Regions from separate parts of the Mus musculus genome. Here regions 1, 3, 4 and 5 are each linked to region 2. The links are chromatin contacts, called in public promoter capture Hi-C maps. All regions are on one chromosome and are shown on one strand. The core of a region is the stretch at or near the end of the contact, and the rest is flanking DNA. Distances in the headings are between cores, read along the strand shown. Region 1 holds the start of Prmt6 (protein arginine N-methyltransferase 6). Region 2 holds the start of Rnpc3 (RNA-binding region (RNP1, RRM) containing 3). Region 3 holds the start of Slc35a3 (solute carrier family 35 (UDP-N-acetylglucosamine (UDP-GlcNAc) transporter), member 3). Region 4 holds the start of Agl (amylo-1,6-glucosidase, 4-alpha-glucanotransferase). Region 5 holds the start of Mfsd14a (major facilitator superfamily domain containing 14A).

Evidence for each region. Promoter capture Hi-C pulls out the DNA fragments that hold promoters and counts their contacts.
Region 1: a promoter capture Hi-C map of pre-B cells shows a contact between it and region 2. The contact joins the promoter of Prmt6 here to the promoter of Rnpc3 in region 2. A contact is called at or near these places in 5 of 39 promoter capture datasets (the C10 cell line, cranial neural crest, liver and 1 more) and 4 of 484 Hi-C or Micro-C datasets (liver, natural killer cells, pre-B cells and 1 more).
Region 3: a contact with region 2 is called in a promoter capture Hi-C map of pre-B cells. The contact joins the promoter of Slc35a3 here to the promoter of Rnpc3 in region 2. A contact is called at or near these places in 1 of 39 promoter capture datasets (pre-B cells) and 1 of 484 Hi-C or Micro-C datasets (pre-B cells).
Region 4: a contact with region 2 is called in a promoter capture Hi-C map of pre-B cells. The contact joins the promoter of Agl here to the promoter of Rnpc3 in region 2. A contact is called at or near these places in 2 of 39 promoter capture datasets (cranial neural crest and pre-B cells).
Region 5: a promoter capture Hi-C map of pre-B cells shows a contact between it and region 2. The contact joins the promoter of Mfsd14a here to the promoter of Rnpc3 in region 2. A contact is called at or near these places in 2 of 39 promoter capture datasets (cranial neural crest and pre-B cells) and 1 of 484 Hi-C or Micro-C datasets (pre-B cells).

The regions. Positions count from the first base shown.
Region 1 is chr3:110,249,691-110,252,390 of GRCm38.p6, forward strand. Prmt6 (protein arginine N-methyltransferase 6) reads right to left here and starts at 1,309. Exons shown (of 1, transcript NM_178891.5): 1 at 1-1,309. The coding sequence starts at 1,281. The coding sequence ends at 145.
Region 2 is chr3:113,628,875-113,631,574 of GRCm38.p6, forward strand. It overlaps Rnpc3 (RNA-binding region (RNP1, RRM) containing 3), which reads right to left and starts at 1,275. Exons shown (of 15, transcript NM_001038696.1): 1 at 989-1,275. The coding sequence starts at 1,180.
Region 3 is chr3:116,711,027-116,713,726 of GRCm38.p6, forward strand. Slc35a3 (solute carrier family 35 (UDP-N-acetylglucosamine (UDP-GlcNAc) transporter), member 3) reads right to left here and starts at 1,254. Exons shown (of 8, transcript NM_144902.4): 1 at 1,057-1,254.
Region 4 is chr3:116,806,910-116,809,609 of GRCm38.p6, forward strand. Agl (amylo-1,6-glucosidase, 4-alpha-glucanotransferase) reads right to left here and starts at 1,257. Exons shown (of 34, transcript NM_001081326.1): 1 at 1,119-1,257; 2 at 359-508. The coding sequence starts at 440.
Region 5 is chr3:116,661,305-116,664,004 of GRCm38.p6, forward strand. It overlaps Mfsd14a (major facilitator superfamily domain containing 14A), which reads right to left and starts at 1,373. Exons shown (of 12, transcript NM_008246.2): 1 at 1,091-1,373. The coding sequence starts at 1,174.

The sequences.
Region 1 (2,700 bases), core at 59-2,558, 3.4 Mb before region 2:
AAAATAAACACTGCCAGAAGAATGTCCTCAAATGAAGACTGGAGCGGTGAGGTAAAAGAGACAGCTATGTCCCCAACTTGCATAGGCGATCTCCCTTTCTCTTCGGACCTTCCGAAGAAGGTGGAGGGGGAGAAAAGGCAACGCTCAGTCCTCCATGGCAAAGTCTTTGGTCTTTTCCTCATGGTCTCCCACTTTGTAGCGCAGAAGTATGCGCAGACGCCGGGGGTTGTCCGGGGAGGGCAGCAGGGTGATCTCTCCGGAAATGTCCGTATCTTGTTCCACCGGCACCGGCTCGTTCAAGTAGAGGAGCGCCTGCTTCCAGTGGGTGGCCGGGTGAAAAGGCGAGGTGGACAGCACCAGAGGTTTCTCCGAGTCCCCTCCGGGAAAGGTCACTTGAAACCAGACGGCGAAACCATGTAGAGGCGCGGAACCATAGCAGCTGCAGCGGAAGCGCCCGCCCACACCAGCCTCCAGCTCCTGCTCCAGGCCGGCTCGGGCCAGCTCGAGCTGGGCAAAGCGCTGCGGCCGGGCCAGCACGTCCTCTCCGGACAGATCCTGCACCACGATCTCCGAATGGCCCATGAGGCAGCGCGTGGCGAAGCTCTCCATGCAGCTCATATCCACGCCATAGTGCTGCTTCACCTGGCTCCAGAAACCCAGACGCCACTCGAGCATCTGGTCGCTAATCGGGGCCACGAAGAGCTCCGCGGAAGCTGGCAGGAGGAGACCGCCCTCCTTCAGCCATTTGGTCCGCGCGTGGAGCACGGAGCTCAGCATGGACTCGTGCAGAAGTCCGTAGCCCATCCACTCGCTGACGATGGCGTCCACTCGCTCCGGCAGCTCCACGGTCTCCACCGGGCCCGGCAGGACGTGCACGCGGTCCTCCAACCCGTTGAGCCGCACCACCTCCCGGGCCTGTTGCCAGATGGCGCTGGCCTCCACCGCGTACACGCGCCGTGCCCCGGCCTGGGCACAGAAGATGCTGAGAATGCCGGTGCCCGCGCCCACGTCCAGCACCGTCTTGCCTCGCAGCGCGGCCCAGTTCTTCAGGATGCCTAAGCGGTAGGCTTCGGTGCGGACCTGGTCGGCGATCATCTCCTCGTGGACCGAGACGTCGGAGTAGCACTCGTAGTACAGCTGGTCCCGCTCGCTCTTGGTCCTCCGGGGTCGTGGCGGGGCCGCCTCCTGCTCCCCGCCATTTTCCTCCTCGGCTCCCTCCCCTCCGGCGCCGGCGCCTCCGCTGTCCCCCGACTCAAGCTTTCTTTTCTTGCTCAGCGACATCTTGGCCCCGGCAGCCGACCCCCAGCATTCGTTGCGCGGTGCGGTGCGCAGGCTCAGAGTCCCCGGGGCCTGCTGGGATTCGTAGTCCGCTTCCTGCATCCCGCTTCCTGAGGGCAGAGGCTCAACCAGAGTCAATCTTGGCACACCGTTATTTTCCTCTAACGCCATGACAAGTTGTTCTCTAAGACCACACTATTTTCCCGAGATCCTTTCAGTTTTTGCCCTTTCCTTTTACCCCTTGTCAGGGTTCTCTAGAGTCACAGAACGTATGGGTAGCCTCTGTAGAGTAAGAGAATTTGTTGATGACTTACAATCTGTAGTCCCCAAAGATGGTCAGCAGCAGCTGTGAATGAAAATCCAAGGATCTAGCAGCTGCTCAGTCCCACACGGCGTCCTGGCAGAAAAAGTGAGTTTTCCTTCTTCCAGTGACCTTATGTAGGCCTCCCGCAGGTGTGTCCCAGAATAAAGGTGTGTATCACCACTTCCGGATCTGGGACTTCCTTTTCCCAGGCTGACCTTGAGCTTTTGTCTCAAGTTTCCTGGGATTAAAGGCATGTACTACCTTGCCTGAGGCTAAACTTTTCATGGCCATATGCCTCAAGATCTTCCTGCCAAGGCCGGGCGTGGTGGCTCACGCCTTTAAACCCAACACTTGGGAGGCAGAGGCAGGCGAATTTCTGAGTTCGAGGCCAGCCTGGTCTACAGAGTGAGTTCTAATACAGCCAAGGCTACACAGAGAAACCCTGCCTCAAAGAAAAAATAAACAAACAAAAAAACCTCCACTCGGTTCAAGTCAGAAACCTGTGTCTTTCAGCCTCAAGATCACAGGTGAGTGAGCCTTCCAATTCTGGACTGTAGTTCACTCCAGATATAGTCTAGTTGATGATAGCCAGGAATAGTCACTACACTCATTTTTACACATTCTTGATGTAGGCACACCACTTACAGCTACAAGTCTATGTTTCCCTCACAGGACCTCCCCCGCCCCCCACTACTGAATTATGTGGCACAGTTCTTGTCCCTTCTCTGACAGTTGTAACTCACCAAACTCTCTGTTCTAACCAGAGTTAGGATACAAAGAATATGTATGACGCAAAGTGAAAACCAAATAATACAAGATCTTGATTCTGAGTCCAAAGTGATCCCTGAGGTACGTTAAGCTCCAGGGCAAATACTGAAGAAGTGCTGTGGCCATGAAATGTATCAGCCACCACTGTGTCTCTGGAGAATAGTTTACTTGGTCTTGAGTCCTGTTCTGAAACTTCTGTAGTTCAAACTAAAGAACAATTAACATCAAGGGTATGATATTCTCAAACCCATTTCCAGTGTCTTTGGTGACCAGCTTATATATACACATACATACACTTAAATCTATGTATCTGTGTAAAAACACTTGCTTGGAGAAATGGTGAAACTCAT
Region 2 (2,700 bases), core at 25-2,524:
AAAAAAGATCACTCTTAAAACATTTAGGGCTGGTGAGATGGCTCAGCGGGTGAGAGAACTGACTGCTCTTCCAGAGGTCCTGAGTTCAAATCCCAGCAACCACAAGTTGGCTCACAACCACCCATAATGAGATCTGAAGATAGCCACACTGTACTTACATATAATAAATAAATAAAACCTTAAAAAAAAAAAAAACCCTCAGCATAGCCTTTCTAGACTGTGAGTTTCATGTCCACACAAAAGTGATGCATGGAGAAGCTTGATTCATTATTAAAATGAAAAATTTATACATATGGAATACCCTTTTTCATCTCACTCAAAAGTCTTTTCAGTCTATACAAGATAAAATTTAAAATCATTTACTAACAGTGAAATCACCCCTCAAGGTGCATTGTCTCTTTTTGCTTTGTTTCTATAATTTCAGTAATAAGTCTAATTTTCTCATTTGAATTCTATTTTGAATACCATCCTGAAAAAGGTGAACAAATTATATTACTGGTAAGTTTGAGTTGTTTATTAGAACTCTGAATTTGTCCAATCTGATTCAAGGAGAGCCTACTGTATTTAGATTGAATTAAGGGATATTTGTATTTGCATTTTGTTAATCTATTAAGTCTATTACACTCAAATTTTTGCTATTATGTATATCCTGCTCTACAACCCAGGATTTAAAAGCAATTTTTTAAAATAAAAATACAAAACCAAAAACCTTGCATACGACTATGAGAATCTAACAGAAACAGTATTTTCAAGTCTAGGCTAGTTTTGAATTCGACCGGGCGGGTGCGCTCGCCGGTAGAAACCTCTACACAGTCCCTGCGTGGCTCAGCCTTAATCTAACTGGCTCAAGGTTCAATTCCATGCTCGCCTCTCTGGTAGGCAAGCTGCGCAGGCGCAGACCGCGAGCCTAGTCCTGTTTCTCCCGGTCCTAGCGGCCCGGCTCCGCCCCGCCCCGCCCCGCCCCGCCCCGCCCGCTGCGCACGCTTACCAGGCGCCCCTTATCTGACAGGACGCGCACCGACTGCGCCCCGAAGTACTTCAGTAAGTCCTCCTTCTCCTCAGCCGTCAGCTCGGCCGGCAGGTGCCTGACGAGGAGGGTGCGGTCTCCCCGGGGCGGAGAAAGCGAAGCGGAGCCTGGGCCGCCTCGGGACAGCGGCATCGGCGGCTCAGGCCCCGCCATCTAGCTTCCCTGCAGAAGCGGCCAGAGACGGAACCTCCGCGCAAGCTTCCGGCCGAACTCCCGCAGTCACCGAGGCTGAGCGGAAGATAGTTTCCGCTTCGCGCTAAGGATTCTGGACGCAGGGAAATCCCGCGAGAGGAGAACTCCTCGCGAGAATGGCCTCCGGGAGAGTCGCTCTTCTCTTTTCGGGACTGTTGCGGGGGAGAGCGCCTAGGAGTCGTGCTTTAAGTTTAATGAGAGGTTGTAATAAAATAAAGACTGAAAGAGACGCCACTGTTAGAAGGACAGCAATCTCATCGAAGAACGTCAGTCATGCAAAAGAAAAATACTGTAATCCCAGGGATCAAGTACTGAAGGAACCGTGCAAGGGCTGTTGCTCCCTGGGCTCTTAATCCAGATTTTTCAGAAAGTGAATCTGGCTGGTGAATGGAGAACGCTCGGGAAATGTCAAGTGTGTTCCTAGCATTTAGGACTGGTGAAACACAAGTCTCCAGCCTCAGATTCAACAGTGCAGGCGAGAGAGCACGCCGTTATCAGTCGGCAAATACAGGCTGAAAGTTCTCGCCACGGTTTGTTTATTAAACAAAATTGGCTTCTTCCATGAGTAAATACCTAAAAATGTGTTAGCGTACGTATTCATGGATGTAAGTTCTCTTCTCACCACCTCACGACTGAGAGTACTGACGTAGATTAAGACTCATTGCTAACCAATAGGTGAGATCTGAGCCCTTGCACCCAAGTTGGAGTCTACACTGTTGTGACTAAGATTCGGCCCTGGTGGTCTAAAGTAATATCCCTTACAGATTAATCAAGATGTGTATGCTCACTCCGTAGTCCTAGGGTGTCTTTTACTTCTAATTTGCTTGATGGATATGAGCCAGTTAGTACACAGTACTTCAAAGATCCGCTTTGAGGAAGCATTGCATGGGGAGATAAATTACCAAAATATTGAGTGACTAGAGACAGATCTTGTGAACCTTAGAGGTTTGTTAGGAACCTTGCTCATGGGAACAGAAGCCGACAGACTTAAGAGTGTGTGGAAGGAATAGTTAAATTTTACGTTTAAAAATCTCTTTGATTTCACTATGAGTAATATAGCAGAAACCGGGCATGGTGGCACACACCTTTCATTCTAAGTTCCCAAGAGGCAGAGACAGATGCATCTCAAGTGATTTTGAGGCCAGCGTGGGTGACACTGAGTTCCAGGACAACCAGAGCTATGTAAAGACACAAAGGAAAGGAAGAAAGAAAAGAAAAAGTGGGGAGCACTCAGAGGAAATCTAGTTCCGTTTCACATCAAATTATTAGTTCACAAGTGTGAGGCTATAAAACAATATGCCTCCCCTCCACACACCAGTACAGTATTTATGGGAGCAAATATCTATCATAAGCTCTTAAGAAAGTGCATCAGTTTTTGTGCCTTGGTCAATAAGTTTATTGTCTTTATTTAAAAAAAAAAAAGCTTAATAGAAACTTGCTTTAGCTCTCAGCAGCTCATTTCTGAGCTGTGAGGAAGTGTG
Region 3 (2,700 bases), core at 4-2,503, 3.1 Mb after region 2:
GCTCCGTCAATTCCCACGGGGTTCACTGCCCAGCACAGCCACACACAGTGAAGAGGGGGCAGGAGTGGGGGTGTGTGGGTGGATGAAGAGAACCAGGAGATAGTGAGACAGAGAAGAGAGGGGGCCCTGCTCATGCGTGTGCTATCAGGTCAGGCGTAGTTCCAAGGCAGAAAGACTTAAAGCTGCAAGTTCCGTTTTGGAAGCTATTGGTATGGTGCACCTGAAAGTGACCAGAAAATAAGGGCAGATGCGGTAGGAAAAAATTTAAAGGGAGGGAAGTTAGTCAGACGCATAAACGTAGGAGTCATTCATTTGAAAGCAAGCAACTTGAGTTAGTAGCAACGGAATGAAGACGTGAGAAACAACCAAACATTACCTGTAACTACCAAAATAAGTGTCTACAAAGACTCAACTCAGGTGCCATCTTCAAATATTGCGTTTAATAGGATATAATAAAGGGCACACTCCTATAAGTGCCTTGCTACAGTTAAAACCCATTACTTCGTTTAATATCCCTTAATTAATCTGAACTAGCAGAAACTTGAGTTAGCTTAAATAAAATGTTCACTAAGCTCCCCACTCTTCAATACTTAGAACCCCTGCAAACTCTCGCCACACACACTGATGGACACCCATCGCCTTCGGTCTAGACTTACCACGGGCACCCTTTCCATCTCTCCAAGTCCCTGCAGCTTCTTGACTACACCGTCCTTTCTCACCGAGCAGACTCGTCCCTAGCCCGGGGTCACAGGCTGAGCCGGAGCTCCCGAAATGACCGCGGAAGGACAGGCCGCCAGCCTGGCCCCCAAGGCACTTGGCCCGCCAGTCTGGAGCTTGCAGGCACACTGCCTGCCACACCCCTCCCCTCCCGACCTTTTCCTCCTCCACCCAGAACGTTTCGGCACGTCCAGGCCGGAGGTACAAGGCGCCCATTCATCTACTCCTCATAAACTAGGGCTGCAGCCGTCCGCTGTGGTCCCGGTGGCCTCAACCGCCCCGCGCCCTCCCAGCCCGGCCTCGGCGTCCCGCCAGCTTCCCCCAGCGCCCTCCGCTCACCCGCCGTGCGGCTCGGCCAGCTGCCCGCACTGGAGCCCCGGGCTCCGCGACGCCGGGAGACCCAGGCTGCCGAGCCCGTCGGCTCCGCCGCGTCCGCTGACCCGCAGCACCGCCGGCTCCCGCCGGCTCTGTGGCCCGGACCGCTTCGGTGAGGCCCAGGCGTTTCCGGGTTCCCGCGGTCCGGTCCGCCAAAGGATCCGGCTTCCGCCTCGGCCCCGGCAAACGCCGTTCCCTGTTCGGCTCCGGGGGCCCCAGCTTCGCGCTTGCGGGACGCGTCCCTGAGGCGACCCCAACCGCGGCTGCTCCTCGCGCAGCTCCCGTGACAGTCTCACGGTCGCCGGAGAGTTTGATAGGAAGGTGTCTCTCTCCCCACAGTCCTGCGGCAGAAAGTGGCGGGATGATCTGTCACTTAAGGAAGGGGACAAAGTCCTTTGGATCAAAGAACTCTGATGAGAACCGGGAGGCGGATCTTGGCTCCTGAAAATGACCACCAGTGAGTTGAAAACAAGATTATACCTGGTGCAGGTTACCAACCTTAGTCTAGGAGCCAGCTGGTTCGGTTAGGAATGATCCCTGTCCCCCACCCTGGGAGACCTGGAAGAGTGTCAGGAACGCAGAATGGGCTTAGTGTCACTAACCAGGGGAAAGGTGAAGAGAGAAAGAGAGCAATTTACCTCTTCCTGTCTGCAAGAATCTCATGCATATTACGTTTCAGTCTGCTAATGTATTTCCAAAAGTTCCCAACCACTGTAGCCATTGCTGGCTGTGGACAGGCTGAAATGTAATATTCTGGGTCCGGATTGATCATCGGATACAGCAGATTTATCCCTTCCCTGTTAAAACAATGCTCCTAGAATTAAGCTTACGCTTCTTTGCGTGGCAAATGATTAAAACCATCCATTAGGGAAGCATCGTTAGAAAACAACGGAGAAAAATAAAATTAAATGACTGTTAGCACATGATGCCTCGCTTAAATGTTTGTGTAATCCGACCTTCAGAAAACTTCTGGGGGATGGAATGTGGATTAGATCTTGATATTTGCTAGGGTCCGAACCTAAAACGTCCCCCAAAGATTCATCATGTGGTAAAGGTTTGGTTGCCAGCTAATGGACTTTGATGTTGGGGGAAGTGAATGGATAGTGAACCTCTGACCTAAGCCACTGATGTATTAAATCTTTGAAGGTATTATTAGGAGATGGTGTAAATGGTGGCACAAGCCTATTTGGAAGAAGTGGGTCGCTGAGGGTGTGTCTTAACCTAGCCTTTCCTCTAGCTCTCTTTGCAGCCTGTATGCTTTTTTTGGTAAATAACTGCCCCAGTACATAAGTTCCAACCAGAGACCCAGAGGCAATGAAACCTAGTCACCATGAACCAAAACATCTGAAACGATGATGTTTCAGGGAGGACTAATAAGTCCTCCCTCTAAGTGGCTTTCTCAGGCAAAAAGAAAGTAACAAATACAATACTTCTTATACTTCTTACTTTTTTTTTTTTTTTGACGGGGTCTCACATTGTAGCTCAGGATGGCTCCAGGCTGGCATTGAAGGTCTCGATCTCTTAGCAACCATCCTGTCTCAGCCTCTCTGTGCTAGCTAGGATCAAAAGCTAGAGCACTCAAATCTGCTTTCTATCCCCTTTTTCCTC
Region 4 (2,700 bases), core at 7-2,506, 3.2 Mb after region 2:
TGTCTGCCTCCGGTGGTCGTCTGCAGCAAGATGAGCTGAGCTATCTTTGTGCTAACGTGACAGGTCTATTCTTAATCAACATTCATTCCTCACCACCAATGTACCTACCATTTTGGCACAAATCAAGATCTATGAAATTTCAGCTAACTTAAAGTTATTTGAGTGCGCGAGTGTGTGTGTGTGTGTGTGTGTGTGTGTGTCTGTTCATGCAGAGGACTGAATCTACAGCCTCATTTATGCTAAGCATGCATTCTACCTGCCAACACCCAGTCCCTAATTTTAAGTTAAAAAAAAATCTAATAGAACGCCAATGCATTAAAAGACATAAAAAGAGCTAATCAAACAACTTGCAACGGACCTTGTTCAAGTCTGAAGAGGGTCTTCTCTAGCTTCTCCATCTCGTTCAGTAGTAAAATTCGAATCTGCTTACTGTGTTCCATTTTGGCTTCTGGAGGATTCGAACTCTTTCCGTAGAACTAAAAGGACTCCAAAGTGGAATGAGTTACCCCTATAAAACAAAGTGGAATTATTTAAAAAAAAAAAAAAAAGGAGAAGAAGAAGAAAAAAAAAAAGAAAGAAAGAAAGAAAAGAAAAGAAAATATGACCTAAAACTCTCTGGAGTTGACAGCGGCACTTACATGTCCTAGATAGGTTTAAAGCCAAGAAGAGCAATGAGAAAGAGCAAAATCTTGTCAGTAAAGCCCAACAAGGGAGAAGTTTCTTCTCTCTTGGAGCAGAATAAGAAAGCCTGAAGCAAAGATGTAGAGTCTTACACTCAGTTCAAAACAGAGCAGACCAACAAAACCCCTAAAGCATTCTCAGAGAAAAGCAATGCATCCGCGAAAACCCTGGAGTTCAGTGGCATAAATTCCGTTCCTGAGCCAGGGGGCCCTGAAAACTCCAAATGGCACTGTAGCCTCCAGCAGATCAGGCTGCTGAACAGGTGGAAGAGCGCCCAGTTCCCAAATTCGGGTCTGAAGCCACCAATAGGGAGGTGATTGGAGAGGTTAGCAGTTGCTGTCCCGGGAATAGCTGCGGCGGCGGTGGCATGCGATGTACAGAGCGGCTATAGATAGAAGGAATGCGCGTCCGGAGACGGACGCATTCCAGGCACTTACGAGCGGGATAGACGTGCGGCGTCGGGAGCGGGAGCCGGAGCCGGGTACAGCGGGAACGCCGGACGCAGCGGCGGCCCGGGGAGGGCAGGGCGGCCGTGAAGGGCACGGGGAGGGGCGCCGGGACCCGGGCCAGGGGACAGTGACAGGCCAGGGCCGCCGAGACTCCGCCCCCCGCGGCCGGAGGACGTGCCGACTCCGCTGGGCCCCGGACTAGCCTGGGGGGCGTGGCCCTGCCTCCCCGCCCACTTCCGGGAGCCATCGCCCCCGCTAGCACAGACCACTGATCTCGCGAGAGGTGGGCACGGCTTGTGGGTTTGAGGGGGTCTGGGCTTTGGGAACTGTCATTGCCCTGATGTGCGATCGCTCTGCCTCTCTAGGAAAAGTGAGTTCAAGAGCGAAGAAGAGCTGGGATAATGTTTAGTTAGGGACGTTCTTTCTGGGAAGAAAATGCAAAGTTGGGAAAACCAAGTTTCTTAAAATTCCCTGCTTGGCTTCATTAACCTTGTGACACACTGGTCGCTGGGAAGAGGGGACCTCAGCTAAGGAACTGCCTCCATCAGATTGGCCTGTGGGCTTGTGCATGGGAGCATTTTCTTGTTTTATGGTTGCTATATGGGAGGAAAATAGGCATGGCCACCCCTGGGCAGATGGGCCTTAGTTCCATAGGTAAACAGGCGGCCCAGCCCGGGAGGAGCAAGCCAGCAAGCTGCACTTCTCTATGGTCTCTGCTTGAGGTCCTGCCTCTGGGTCTTTCTCGTTGAGTTCCTGCTTTAACTTCCTCCAATAGAGCACTGTGACCAGGAAGTGTAAGCCAAACACTTTCTTTCCCCAACTTGCTTTTGGTTCAGGGTTTTGTCACAGCAAACATGCATTTTTATTTTTTATTTATTTTTATTATTATTATTTGGTTACCGTTGATTTAAAGACAAGGAAACAGACTCCCTCAAAGGTTAAGTAACATGCTTAAAGCCGCTTCATGAACAACGGAGTGTATGTGATTTCAAGTACATTCCCGATGATTTTGGTTCACTAAACCCTTCATCTAAGGTTGGCATTATTTTCCGTGGCTTGATATCAATAAGGACTTGGTAAAATGGAAGAATGAGTGTGCATTCTAGCTTATAAAGACGTTCTGGTTTTTCTGTGACAGTCATCTCAAGATTTCTCCTTCAGGTCTGATGTTCCCTTAGGCGTCTCTTCTGCTGTGTTCCTAGGAAGTGTGGAGGCCAGAGTGCGCCCTCTGTGAACTGGCTACAAACTCCTGCTTGACCATGAAATCCCCCAGTTGAAGGCTGCCTGCTAGACTAATGAACCCAGCAGGTCTTCGTTTGGGGAGGGTTGAAGAATGGGAGCCGGTGACTCAGATACCACACTCTATCGCTGTATGTTGGGTTTCTCTGATTTTCTTTTTTAAATGTAGATTACCCAAAGCGTTCTGATCCATAACTTCTCCATCTGAAATGTGGAGCATGGGTGCACGCTCTGACACTTTATCTGGTACAGATTCATCACACTATCCTCTGGCCAGCTCATTTTGCTGCTCCCCAGTGGATAGCTGTTCTCCAGGGCTGCAAAACTAGCC
Region 5 (2,700 bases), core at 123-2,622, 3.0 Mb after region 2:
AGTAAGAAAATCTGGAAAGCTCTGAACCCTCTTTTTTCACTAAAAGTCAAAGCTATGACAACTAATAAATCTGACAGTTAACTGAACATATTCCGAAATCGTTCCATATGTCCCAAGCTTTCTAAATGATGGCAGTTGGACTAGGCCATGTTCTCAAATGTCAAAAGAAAGTTGTCATTTATTTCAAACTGATTTCAGCAAATCCTCCGCGGTGGCCTACTTACATATTTAGTGCTTTGCTAGCATTGATCAAGGCTCCATTAAACTACAAACAAATGGAAAGAAACAATGTCTGCAACTTCACCACAGAGACACATCTTACTTTTCCATTCTATTTCGGAACGCGATACCAAAGGAGTCAGCAAAGATCAGAGTGTAACGCTACAAACACACAGCACAACAAAAGTGTACGTTTGTTTTCCAATGACAAATCCTATATCGACGTCTGGTAGCACACTGCACAGTGCATAAAGTTTTCTGCGAGTAACGACTGTCTAAAAGGCACATTTTTAGCCTCAGTCCGCCTGCCAGAATCTGTCTCCGATCCTCACGCCATGACCAATTCTAAAGACTTATTTTGAGGCACAAGGTGAAGATTTCTCTAACGGAGAGGGCCCCAGGGAAGGTCAGGCTTCCGACGCCGGGAGAGGGGACGAGCCCACTCCCCGACAAGGTAGCCGAACAGCTCCAAGCCGCTGCTCCGGCTCCCGGCGACCGCGATGGGACAACGCACGTACCCTGGCCCAGCGGGCCGCGGCGGCGGCCACCCGCCACAGCATACGGAGCGCAAGGCTGCCCAGCCTCCCCGCGCGCCGCGCTGGGCCTGGCGAGGCTGCGGAGGGGCCGCCGCCTCCTCCCCGAGGCCGGGCGCACGTGGGCCGAGGCCGCAGGCTCCGAGACGCAGTGCCCCGCCGGAGGTACCAGCAGCGTCCAGGGGAGCCAGGCCGCGGAGGCCGCAGGCCGAGACCGCGGCAGCGCCGGCGGCACGGAAGGGCAGGGCGCTCTCGGCCCAGCGAAGGCGGAAGCGGGGGGAAGAGCGAGCCGGGCCCGCACCCGGGCCGTCCTGCGGCGCGGAACCAGCAGCACTCACCGTGCCTCCGTCCTTAATGATGATCTTTTTGGCCAGCATGATACTGCGGTTCGCGGCCCGTTTCTTTTTCTTCCCCTGGGTCATTTTACCATCCTCGACTCCCGGCGCTGCAGCAGCCACTCAGGGGGCGGGCGGCCCCAGCGGCGAGTGCGGTCCCGCCACTACTGCCGGGCCGAGCCGCTCAGGGCGCACGCCGCCATCTTGAGGGCCCGGCCTGCCTCGGGCGGCGCGTCACATCGTGCGATCGGCTGAGTCGCTCGCCACGCCCCCGTGACGCAGCCACGCCCCCGCAGTGCGGGCACGCCCCTCCAACCCTGCAATAGCGGAGGACTGGGAGGTGCCGCGGGAGCGGGTGGAGCCAGGTGCTTTGGCTGCCTAGCTTTTGCCCTCTAAGGCGCTGAGCGATGGCTATTTTAACAGTTTTTCCTTCACAGATGAACTCAAGTTCCGAAAAGTTTTTACCTACTCAAATCTGACAAATAGTTTCTCAGATGCTCAGGCGTCCCAGGCTAATAGCATCCGCATCAAATGCATCCCCACCAAAACAGAATTGAAGGGGACAACGGGAAAGTTTTCCAGGAATGGTCAGTAGCAGGTAGAGGAGTTTTAGCTGTTGATCTGATGCCCAGCTAGGTCATGCTGGCTTACATACCCCCACGTACCAGTACATTCTCTCCCAGTGTAAACTAGATGCCATACTTTATAGGCTTTTAAAAATTGGTTTGACTAGAAGACTGGTAGAAAGAGCAGACAGGTGGAATATGAAATGTGATATTAACAGTACTGACATTTACTTTGAGGCAGCACATTATGTAGACCAGGCTGGCCTCAAACTGAGAGATCTCCCTGACTACCTCCCATATTGTGATCAAAGTCATGTGCCACCATGTCTAGCAAAGTCTTCATTTTGGTAACTGTTGGAAAACTTTCCTTTAAATATACCTTCAGTGCTAGGTATGAACGAGCACAACACATGCTTTCCCCCATCAAACTGTTCGATAAAGGGGAACTGGAAACAAACCAAACTGTGGCAACAGCGATCCTGGATGTGGTGGCTCTAAGTAAGATAAATGTTCCCAAACTCAGTGATATTCCTCCCTGGGAGAAGTGGAAGGGGCTCCCTCCCTCTCCTGGCTTGTGGCCTGGTTAGTGATGGATGACCTTGTTTTAACAGGGCAAAGCAGAAATGACAGCACTGACTTTAGAGGAGAGGTCATAAAAGGTACTGTATGTTTTTGCTAGGCTCTTCATTTACTCCAGTCAGGGGTTGCCGATTGTTATGCCATAATACCAGAGGAACTATGGAGAGGTGCTGCCGTTGAGCTGAAATCTCCTTCAAAGCTTTGTGGATTATCTTGGAACGAGATCCTCTATGCCTGGTCAAGCCTTGAGCTGACTGCAAACTTTATGAGACCTTCAGCTATGAATACCCAGCTTAGCCACATTACTGGGATGGGGCTGTAGCTGGTTCTTTTGGAGTGCTTTTCCTGTAAGCATAGGGCTGCGGATTCTATCACCAACAATCAGTGAACCCAGCATAGAAGTGGATGCCTAGATCCTGGCATGAAGGAGAATCAGGAATTCAAGGACAAATCTGAGAGCAGCCTGGG